Regions from separate parts of the Capra hircus genome. Here region 1 is linked to region 2. A link is a contact called in public Hi-C data. All regions are on one chromosome and are shown on one strand. Each heading gives the region's core, a stretch centred on a gene start, on an enhancer-like site or on the middle of the called end of the contact. The rest is flanking DNA. Distances are from core to core; before and after follow the strand shown. Region 1 overlaps ZCCHC2 (zinc finger CCHC domain-containing protein 2). Region 2 has its middle 72 kb from the start of ZCCHC2.

Evidence for each region. A called contact is a pair of places that touch in the nucleus more often than the background predicts.
Region 1: a Hi-C map of liver shows a contact between it and region 2, with 4 times the contacts expected there. The contact joins two enhancer-like sites. A contact is called at or near these places in 3 of 5 Hi-C or Micro-C datasets (blood and liver).

The regions. Positions count from the first base shown.
Region 1 is chr24:61,128,132-61,133,167 of ARS1.2, forward strand. ZCCHC2 (zinc finger CCHC domain-containing protein 2) reads left to right here. Exons shown (of 14, transcript XM_018039367.1): 14 at 493-2,560. The coding sequence ends at 560. Among named protein-coding and RNA genes, the nearest start is that of ZCCHC2, 57 kb to the left of the region's middle. Within about 2 kb of position 3,215, at least 3 of the 5 cell types and tissues checked have an H3K27ac peak or open chromatin away from gene starts, as enhancers often do.
Region 2 is chr24:60,999,056-61,004,679 of ARS1.2, forward strand. No RefSeq gene overlaps it. Among named protein-coding and RNA genes, the nearest start is that of ZCCHC2, 72 kb to the right of the region's middle. Within about 2 kb of position 1,471, at least 1 of the 5 cell types and tissues checked has an H3K27ac peak or open chromatin away from gene starts, as enhancers often do.

The sequences.
Region 1 (5,036 bases), core at 1,965-4,464, 130 kb after region 2:
GATCCCCTGGAGAAGGGAATGGCAACCCACTCCAGTGTTCTTGCCTGGAGAATCCCATGGACGGAGGAGCCTGTTGGGGATACAGTCCATAGGATGGCAGAGTCAGACACGACTGAGCGACTAACGCTTTCACTTGGGTGTGTTAACACCACAGGAAAGAAATTTTTCTTAAGTACAAGTAGGATGCCAAATTCAATGGAGGCCTCAAACTGTTAGGGTTCAGCTCACACGGAACTTTTGCCGTTTTGCCAGATCTCGACACAGGAAAAGGGTCTTGAATTGGGAGTGTTTGCTTGGAGTTTTTGAGGCAAAGTTGAGTTTGATAGCTTTAGGTTGAACTTAAAGCACAAACTTCATGTCGCTAGGACTTTCTGGGTCACGGCAGAGCGGAAGGCGCTGCCTAGACGGAGGGGCGGGCCGTCTGACGCTGCGTCGTGTGTGGTGCCTTACAGCAAGTGCACAGTGACTTAGCAGCTCTCTCTCCCGTTTTAGGCTCTTACAGGCTGAGATACGCACCTCCCCTCCCCCCTTCTAGTGACACGTTGGATTCTGCAGACTGAAGTAAAGCTTGCCTCCTTCATACGCTGAAGTGCGGGCAGTCGGGGGGGGGGGGGTGGAGGGGAGGGAAAGGAAAGGCGTTTCGTTTCGTTTGTGTTTCTTTGTCTATACATTTCCTAGATTTCTATGCAGTTGAGATTTCTCATTTCTCTTGTACGGATGTCCAAAACAAGAATGCATTGCTTTTGAGCCTCTGGTCTCCTGGTTCAACAACAGGCTTATCTGTATGATACGTGTAATTTAAACCTTCAAACAAACTATCAGAAGGAAAACCTTGATGTGTGCTTTTTTTTTTAAAACACTGAATACTTGCTGTGTGCAATGTTTACTGAATCTTTGAAACTGTGTATTTGACCTTTTTTCATAACACTGGTGACAGTCATATGGTTTGGGGGGAAAAAAACAACAACTTTGCTTCTTCCCCAGCTTTTCTCACTTTGGCCCTAATCTCCACGTTTTTGTCCCACCTCCACTCTTGACAGCGGCTGCCGGAGTGGCTGGCCCTGCACTGTCCACACTCTAAACCGCTCTGCGTAGTATCACTCAACGGTAAAATGTTTCACCTTCACAGTAAGGGAGAATCCAGTTCCCCAGGCAGTGTGTGCATATGTAATAAACACTTCCATGCACACACACCAGTGCAGCGCTCGTCCAGATGAAGATGGGAGTGGAAGACAGGAAGAGGTAGAGCCGGGTGAGACTGAGGAGACGTGGCACACGAAGTGGGCGAGGAGCTTTTTCTTTAAAAACAGAAACTTTTTTACTCCATCATACGTTTTTAGCCTGTTGCTTCAGAGAGACATAAAGTGAACAAACTCGTGTGAGTGTGGTTCTCCTGTGTGTTTGTGTTTGTAACGAAAGCCAACAGCCAATTTTACATGGAGTCCACCGCAGTCTACCACTGTGTCATGTAAAAGACACTTACGATTTCTTTTCCTTACACCAGCTGTCACAGTGTTCTGTTGTGTTTGAAATGTGTACGGTTTATTGTGATCTGAACAGAAGCTCTGCGTTTCCACAAAAGTCAGGTATTTGTTCCTATCCTGTCTCTCGTAGCAAAGTCGCTTTGATAACAGTTCACCACTGTGCTCGGTTAGAACGTGAAAGACTGAATTCTTGGTGTGCTGAGATGGTGTTGGTCATGTCAGTGTCCCGTCACTAAGTTTAATGCTGCTGTTCAAAACGACTGTTTGTTTGTTTTTAAAGCTGATCTATGTACTAAATTGCTTCCAGGTAATTTTTGATTTCCTAAAGTGCACTGAGGTTATCTGGAAGACTGGGTGTAGGTTTGGACCGCTGCCATCAGTGGCCCGGAGCAGCCCCCGGCGTTGAGCCTTGGGGGTGAGGGCTGGGGGTTGGGTGTGCTCGCCCCACCCTCAGTGCAGAGCAGAGGCGGCGAGTGTTTCTGTGGGGTCACTTTGGTGGGCAGCAGAGGAACTAAACTATCTGGCCTTGGCTCAGAAACCTAACAGGTTGCCAGACAGAAGGAAACACTTGAAGTAAGAAGCTTCCTGTAAAGCTTCATAGGTAGAGTTTATATTTATAGCACCAATGTACATTTTGAAACCTTCTTTCAGGGGTGGGAGTAAAAGGGGAAGAAAGGGGGGGTGGGAGAAGGGGTAGGCGAAAGCTTTAATTTAAAAAGAAAGTTCAACGAAAGGAAATTATTTTGATTAAATATATTTTATTTGGGTATTTTTGGACCATATTATTAAATTAATTGTTAAGCTGCAATCGAGCTGTGGAAGTGAGAGTTTTGATAAGCCCTGTATGGACCGCATTGTGAATCACTTGCCAGTTGTACTTTATGGAGCTTATTTTATGATTTAAAAGACTGTACTGTATATAGGAGGTATGTTACCTTCTCCTTATTTGTATGTTTACCATATACTTTGATATTTGAAATGTTATGTACTGGAAAGGCCACTTATATTTCTAGAAAAGATTGGATTTTATGCAACCTTTTTTCCTTGAATTAACAGCAATAAAAAAATGAAAAATGGCTTCAGAATTGTGCTTTATTGCAAATGTAGCAGTGAAGAGAGGGGGACATCATACCCGGTGGGTTTGGAGTTGTTTTTCCTTTTTAAAGAATCAACCAGTTATTTCCCTGTAATGTGGGCAGTGAATCCCCTGGTTATTTACCATCTGGGAATCCCAGCCACCCCAAGCAGCCTGCCTGACTGTACAGGTCACCCGCGTGCCCACTGCAGGCAGAGCCTTGCCCGGCCCCTCCGGGGGTCCCGCGCTCAGGGTGCGGGTCTGGAGCCGCTCGTGCAGGCTTCCTCCGTGCCCGCCGGGCGGGCCACGGGTCTGGAGAGATGGCGGCGCCCCCTGGTGGCCCGCAGGAGCCCGCTCCGCTAGCCGGCGGGCAGGCCCTCCCGCGGCGCGGCGGTGGCGCCTGTCTGCGGGGCGTCTGCTTCCGCCGCGCGAGGTCCCCGCTCTCAGTGTCGCTGGCCTCTCGCTGCGCCGTTTCGCGTCCTCCTTCCCCAGCGCGCAGTCTATTCTTCCTTGGCTCGAGCTTTAGAGAAAGGGCGCCCTTCACCTCGCCTCCTGAGACTGCCTCTTCTCATCCGGTGTCAAGCAGACACCTGGGTGGTTTTCACTGCTCTGCCGTCCTTAACGGGAGCATTTTTGCCCCAGCCTCCCGGTGTCCACGTGCAGGAGCGCCCTTGGGAGACACATCCAGGCACGCAGGGGCGGGGCCGTAGGCCGTCCTCCCAGACTGGCCGGCGGTTTTCCAAGTGGCTGGCGCTTGGTCCGTGTCCCGGCCGCTCCTGAGGCCTGGTGACAGTGCCCCGGGCGGGGGGGGGGGGGGGGGTGGCTGCGTGTGAGGCTTCATGGAGGAGTGCCTGACTGCACGGGCGGGCACGGGCGGGCGCGGACAGCCCAGCCGGGGCCGGGGACGCGCTGCGGGCACCTCCGGGTGACAGGTCCCAGCCAGGGCCGGAGACGCGCTGCGGGCACCTCCGGGTGACAGGTCCCAGCCAGGGCCGGAGACGTGCATAGGCACCTCTGGGTGACAGGTCCCAGCCAGGGCCAGAGACGTGCTGTGGTCACCTCCGGGTGGCAGGTCCCAGCCAGGGCCGGGGATGTGCTGTGGGCACCTCCGGGTGGCAGGCAGTGTGGTTAGGAAGTGGGGGAGGGGGGTGACAAGGGCAACGTCGTGGGAAACGTCGTGGAAGAGCTATGGGATTTGTGGTTCAGCAGTAAAACAGCGAGGCTGCAGAATTGGGAGTTGTTGGTTGAAGGGAAAATTGGAGGTTGCCAGATTTTAAATAGAGACAAAAAGAAAAGATTTTGTTGACATCGTTTTTGAAACTGTCAGATGGTTGAGAGAAAGCCTGGAAGTTGAGAGACCGGTTAGGGTGAGGGCACGACAAAAGGCGGATGGCAGAGGTGGATGGAAGGAACCCTGGGCTGCAGAGCTGCACTTTACCACGTGGATGACAAGCTTGTTTAAGTTATGGCTTAAATAATAATATGGACTAAATAATAATGGGCAGGGCCCAGCATCATGAAATAGCACCAGGGAGGCACTCAGATGTTAGCAGAATTCTGTTTCGAGGAACAGAATTGTCTGCCTGAAGGCAGTGGTTGGTTGTGGCGGTGAGGAGCTTAGGAAATGTATTTCTTCCTTATGTTAAGCTTAGTTGTTTGAGCTCTCTCCATTGATAAAAGATAAAATATTCCTTGTCCTCGAAAATTATTTGGGATTTCCCCAGGTGGTCTAGTGGCTGACTCTGCGCTCCCAATGGAGGGGGCCCAGGTTCGATCCCTGGTCAGATCCCACATGCTATAATTAAGACCCAATGCAACCAAATGAAGTATATATTAAAAATTATTTGGAGGCAACTCTGGGCTATAATTGGAGAAGGTGGTGGCAGCCTACTCCAGTACTCTTGCCTGGAAAATCCCATGGACGGAGGAGCCTAGAAGGCTGCAGTCCATGGGGTCGCTGAGGGTCGGACACGACTGAGCGACTTCACTTTGACTTTTCACTTTCATGCACTGGAGAAGGAAATGGCAACCCACTCCAGTGTTCTTGCCTGGAAAATCCCAGGGACGGGGGAGCCTGGTGGGCTGCCGTCTATGGGGTTGCACAGAGTCGGACACGACTGAAGTGACTTAGCAGCAGCTGGGCTATAATATCCATGGGCTAAGTCTTGCAGAACCGAAGTAGAATAAGTTCTTCCAAGGCAAATCCACATTGTAGTTTTTTCTAAGTGCTAAATACCTAAACTTTCTGAAGGTTCCCGAAAGATTAAAGCACAATGCAAAATAATCTCTTTTTTTAACAGGTAGCATCTAGTACTCAGGAGCACCACCCATTAGAGCCTGGAAAACACCTTTTTTCAATTCTGTGTACTGATTACAAAAGCATTCTAAGGCTAAGGCAGTGAAAACAAGTGCAGGCAAGCTGTGGTAGCAGTTAACCCCGTAACACTTCCATCTCTCCTCTCGAAGGAATGAGAAAT
Region 2 (5,624 bases), core at 221-2,720:
TTACATGAGTGAGGGAGTGAGTGAAGTCACTCAGCCGTGTCCGACTCTTTCCGACCCCATGGCCTGTAGCCTACCAGGCTCCTCCCTCCATGGGATTCTCCAGGCAAGAGTACTGGAGTGGGCTGCCATTTCCTGAACAGCAGAATTTAAGTCACTCCAGCCCACACCTCTGTCTGCAGTCACCCCCATTGTCAAGGTCTCATGTCCTGTTTGGGGACAAGCGCCTGTAACTGTGTCCTCCCTAGGTGACAGCCAGGTTAACGTCCACATGGACTCTTTATTAAAAGGATAAACACCGCAGATGTGCTCATCAAGGCTTCAGGGGATAACAGTAAACTCCACAGTAACCACAGTTGTTTAGAACTTCGACCAGATTTTTGCTGAGGAACATTGTATCATTGGGCTTCCCAGGTGGCGCCAGTGATAAAGAAACTGCCTCCCAGTGCCACAGGTTCGACCCCTGGGTCGGGAAGACCCCCTGGAGGAAGGCCTGACAGCCCACTCCAGTGTTTGATGGGATACAGTCCCTGGGGTCACAAAGAGTCGGATGCGACTGAAGCGACTCAGCACACACAATGTCATTGTATCATTAGTGCAGTGATCCTGAGTGGCTGACCAACTTTTAGATCGTTTTCCTAGCGTTCTGATATTCTGTGTAGACAGTGTGCCCTCTTGCACCAGGCAGACTGCCCCCCTTGCCTGCCTTTTAACTCATGGCCTTTCACCAGAAGACTGACTGACCTCACCCGTGGGATGCAGATGTCAGGAAACCCTTCTGCTCCCACAGCCTCGTGACTTCTTAGCCTCCAGCTCACTTTATTGCACAGGATCGGTGGTGGTGTAGAGTCGCTAAGTTATGTCTGACCCATTTGTGACCCCATGGACTAGCCCGCCAGGCTCCTCTGTCCATGGGATTCTCCAGGCAAGAACACTGGAGTGGGTGTCCGTGCCGTCCTCCAGGGGATCTTCCCGACCCAGGGATGGAACCCAGGTCTCCTGCATGACAGGCGGATTCTTTACCGCTGAGCCACCAGGAAAGCCCCTGCACAGGATTAAACGTTTAAAAACAGAAGTCCCATGGGTGGGTTTTTTTTTCTGCTCACACCACCCCCTTTACCTGGGAGGGACTGTGGGCATCAGGGCCCAGCTGACACCCTCTAGTCTCACGGTCCGTCCCCCCAGTCCCCCCAGGCCAGCTCTCCGCAGAGAAGACCGGCTTGCTCTCCAGCTCTCCAGACACCCTCTTTTCCTGGCTTCTGGAAGTAGAGTTCTTGTCCCCTTTTAGCCACGCATTTGAGATCGTGGCAAAGACGACTCTTCCTCCCGCTCCCTCACGGCAGACATTCTGCTGAGTCGTTTCCGGGGCCCCTGCTAGCGAGCTCTGGGGCTGGCCGTGAGTGAGGGCAGGGGCCTGGGCCGCCCCTCCTGGGCGCCTGCAGAAGGGGCCCCTGCAGGAAGGGTCGGCTGTGGGCACCGCCCCTCGGGCGATCCTCGCACCCCGTCCCGGGCACTGCTCGGCCTCCGGGTGAGCGCTTTGCCTTGCTCAGCATCCTCGGATCGGCTGGGCCCTGGGGACGTCCGGGTGGCCGTCTTTAACAGCCAGAGCCGGGTTTCCTGGCAGTGCCCTGCTCAGGCGCACAGCCCTGTCTGTCGTGGCCCTGCCCTCAGACTGTGCAGGAATGACTCTGGAACATAACGCCCGCCCTGTTCCTGGTCTCTGTTCCCACCTCCCCTCCGTATCCGCCTCTCGCCAACCTGCGCCGGAAGACGGGGCGGCCTCTTCATTCCCATTTTAGAGATGGGGAAACAGATGCCGAGGGTTGAAAATTACCCACGGGGGTGCGTGCAGCTGCCCTTAGGGGCAGAACTGGGACCAAAAACCACTCCCACCCCCAGTTTCTTTTTTTAATTAAAATTTTAAGCTTATCTTGGAATATAGCTGACGAACAATGTCGTGATAGTTTCAGGTGGACAGCAAGGCGACTCAGTCATACACATACGTGCGCCCATTCTCCCCCAAGCCCCTCCCATCCGTGCTGCCACTTAGCGTTGAGCGGCGTCCCCTGCGCTTCGGAGTAGGTCCTTGCAGTGTATCCCCCGGATTGAATTTTGTAGACGAACGCGTCTCTGTAGTATCCACTTCGGCCGCACGGGGGCTCCGCTGCCGCGCACGGGCGGCCCTCTGGCTGGGTGCGCGGACTGCTCGCCGCGGAGGCTTCTCTCGCCGCCGAGCTCGGGCTCGGAGGGCGCGCCGGGCCCCGTCGCTGCGGCCCGCGGGCTCAGTAGCGGGTTCGCGGACTTCAGAGCGCAGGCTGGGTGGCTGTGGGCGCGGCTCAGTTACTCTGAGCAGGTGGTGTCTTCCTGGACCAGGGGTGCAGACAAAGTGTCCTCTGCATCGCGAGGCGGGTTCTTAACCACTCGACTTCCCGGGAAACCCTGTCGGTTTAAGATGCAGCGCCGTCCCACCCCCGTCTCTTAATCTCTCCTCCGCCCCCCACTTCAGTAAGCCTAGCCCAGGCCTGGCCTAAGCGCAGCAACCCTGGCTACACAAGAGACACCACGCAGGCGCTCAGCTGCGGAGAGTGAACAGGCCCAGTGCCTCGGCTCTCGGAACCGACGAGTCAAAGATCAGCTCGTCCACTGAGTATCAGCACGTCCCTAGAAGCACGGGAAAGTGGGGATGGCGTGCACATAGCTTGTTCCTACGACTATGTGTATTTTTATATCAGGCCATAGACGTCTGTTACCTGTGTCTATAAGCAGCACATTTAGGAAATGATCCAAACAGAGCTCTACTTGAAGCATGACAGCTTTGTGGCACCTGACCCGAGAGTCCCTGCGGGTGTTTGTGGCAGATGATAACTTAAAAATTTATTTTAATTAATTGGAGGATAATTGCGACATTGTGACGGCCTCTGCCTCACGTCGGGTTCCTTCCCAGGTGGTACTGGTGGTAGAGAACCCGCCTGCCAATGCAAGGGACAGGAGATGCAGATTCGATCCGGGGTCGGGAAGGTCCCCTGGAGGAGAGCACAGCCCCCCACCCCAGTATTCCTGCCTGGAGAACCCCGAGGACAGAGGAGCCTGGTGGGCTACCGTCCATGGGGTTGCAAAGAGGTGGACACGACTGAAGCGGCTTAGCATGCGCGCACACACGCACTGCCATACATCGACACGCATCAGCCATAGGCACACACGTGTCCCCTCCCTCGGAGCCCCCCTCCCCCTCGCTCCCCACCCCATCCTTCCGGGTCGTCACAGAGCGCCGGCTTTGGGCCCCTGCGTCATGCATCTGACTCCCACTGGCGACCTGTCTTAGGACAACATATGCTTCAGTGCTGTTCTCTCAAACCACCCCCCACCCTCTCCTTCTCCCTGCTCCATCCAAAAAAGTCTGTCCTTACGTCTGCGTCTCCTCTGCTGCCCTGCATGTAGGGTCATCAGTACCGTCTTTCTAGATTCCGTGTATTTGTGTGAATAAATGGTGTTTGCTTCCTCTTTCTGACTTCACTCTGAACAGGCTCTGAGTTCACCTCCCTCACTGAAACTGCCTCAGACGTGCTCCTTTTTATAGCTGCGTGGTATTCCGTTGTGCATACGGACCTCAGCTTCCCTGTCCATTCATCTGCTGACGCACTTCTAGGCCGCTTCCACGTCCTGGCTGTTGTGAATAGTGCTGCCGTGAACTTAGATGGTGACTTTACCGTGGCTCCCATCCCACTTTGCACAGAGATGCAGCTGCTGAACCTTCCTAACACAGCACCCTGCTCAGTCCCCACGTTTGCACACAAGGTTTCAACTGGGTTTGCCATCCCCGCTACAAATTTTGTGCGTATGATTCTAGGAAACGTGACATGAGTGAGATGTGGGTGATTTGCCCTTTCAGGCAGCTGCTCCCTGGTCTCCCTGACCATCCCTTTTTCCCACCCACCACTCCTCCCCAGGCTCCAGAGAAGTGCCAGGGTTGACGAATTGCCAGGAAGTTCATCGTCACGGTTTGAAACAGAAGCTACACACCTGAGATGTAGAAAACCTTTGCAGGAGGGCCAGCGCTTCACTGTGGAAATGATTTATTTGCAAGGCATGCCTCCGTCCCCGCCACACCCCGGGCAGGATTCCTGGGGCAGGCATTCTGGTGAGACTCCAGGCCAGGCCACTGTAAGGGGCCCCACCCCCTTGAGAACTGCAGCTTGAAAGCTATTTCTCAGAGGTATTTGCCATGTCTGAGAGGACAGAGGCTTGTAGACTATGTCAAGTTGGTTAGGAATTGTTCATGGAAAAATCTCAGCGGTAGGAGTAAGCGATGAGGGAGATTGTTTTTTAGCTGCTAAGTTGTGTCCAGCTCTTTGTGACGCCCTGGATTGTAGTCCACCAGGCTCCTCTGTTCATAGGATTCCCCAGGCAAGAACACTGGAGTGGGTTGCCATTCCCTTCTCCAGGGGATCTTCCCGACCGAGGGACTGAACTCACATCTCCCGCGTAGGCAGGCGCCTTCCCCACCGCTGAGCCCCAGGGAAGCCGAACGAAGGAGGCGGCCCCTGTGCGTCCTCACCCACCACGTCCCCTCTCCCTCCACTTCCAGCTTAGTCTCCCTGTCAACACTGGGTGATTCCAGAATCAATGGTCCTTGAGCCCATGCAGGGTTGAAATCCCACGTCCCCCCAGAACCCGAGTGCCGTCAAGCTGAGGATGGAGATAACTGGGCACAGGGGCCCCTCACCCAGCAAGTGTGTCCTTGAACGAGTGGAGCGGGAGCACGGTCACGAGATGAGCGAGGTCCAAGCCGAGGGGCACCATGGCTAGGGAGCCGCCGCCAGGGGCCAGGGAGAGTGGAGAAAGGGCCTTCCCCAAGAGCCTTCCCTGCGAGCATGGCCAGTCAACCACTCGAGTTAAGACCTCTGGCCTCTGAAACCGTGAGAAGAGAGATCTCTGTTATTTTCAGCCCCCTGGCTTGTAGTAAGCTGTTATAGCAGCCTGAGGGAGGGATGGCCCTTTCCAAGTGATGCGTCTGGTCCCAGTTCTTTACGTGGGCCCTGCTCTTGGGAGAGAGCAGGTTCATCCACATCTCTACAAATGACCCAGTTTTGTTTTTTCTTCTGGCTCTTGGGAGAGACGACATTCAAACCAAGGCAGTCTCAGAGACTGCAGGCTGGGCCCAGTTTTGCAGGTGGCCGGCTCCAGAGCCTCAGCTTGGCTGGAGGTAAGAGAAGGCCCCCGGCGGCCTTAGGGGCTCAGCAGACGACTTGAGAAGGATGAGGGCAACTGTGGGCTACTACTGGACGCTGAAAGTAGGGTCATAAAAATGTAAAACTATGGGATCCTTTTGCAAGCAATGGTTGCCCAGTGAGAAGGCCCATGCAGGAGGGGAGGGTGAGGGATACCTTCTTGATCCTTGGTTGAACAGATCTTTAACAGGTTTAATCACCAGGTGCGGTATTTAACACGAATGGCCATTGGCTGTGAGGATACAGTTAATCAGGGCCTTTTGCCTGGAAAAGGTGCTTTTCCTTTTCTTGTTTGACATATATTTTTCTTTCTTTTTTCAAAAGTTTCATTGTTGAGCATAACTCTCGCCAGCGTTGTGTTAGCTCCTGCTGTGCACACAGTGGATCAGCGGTGTGCGT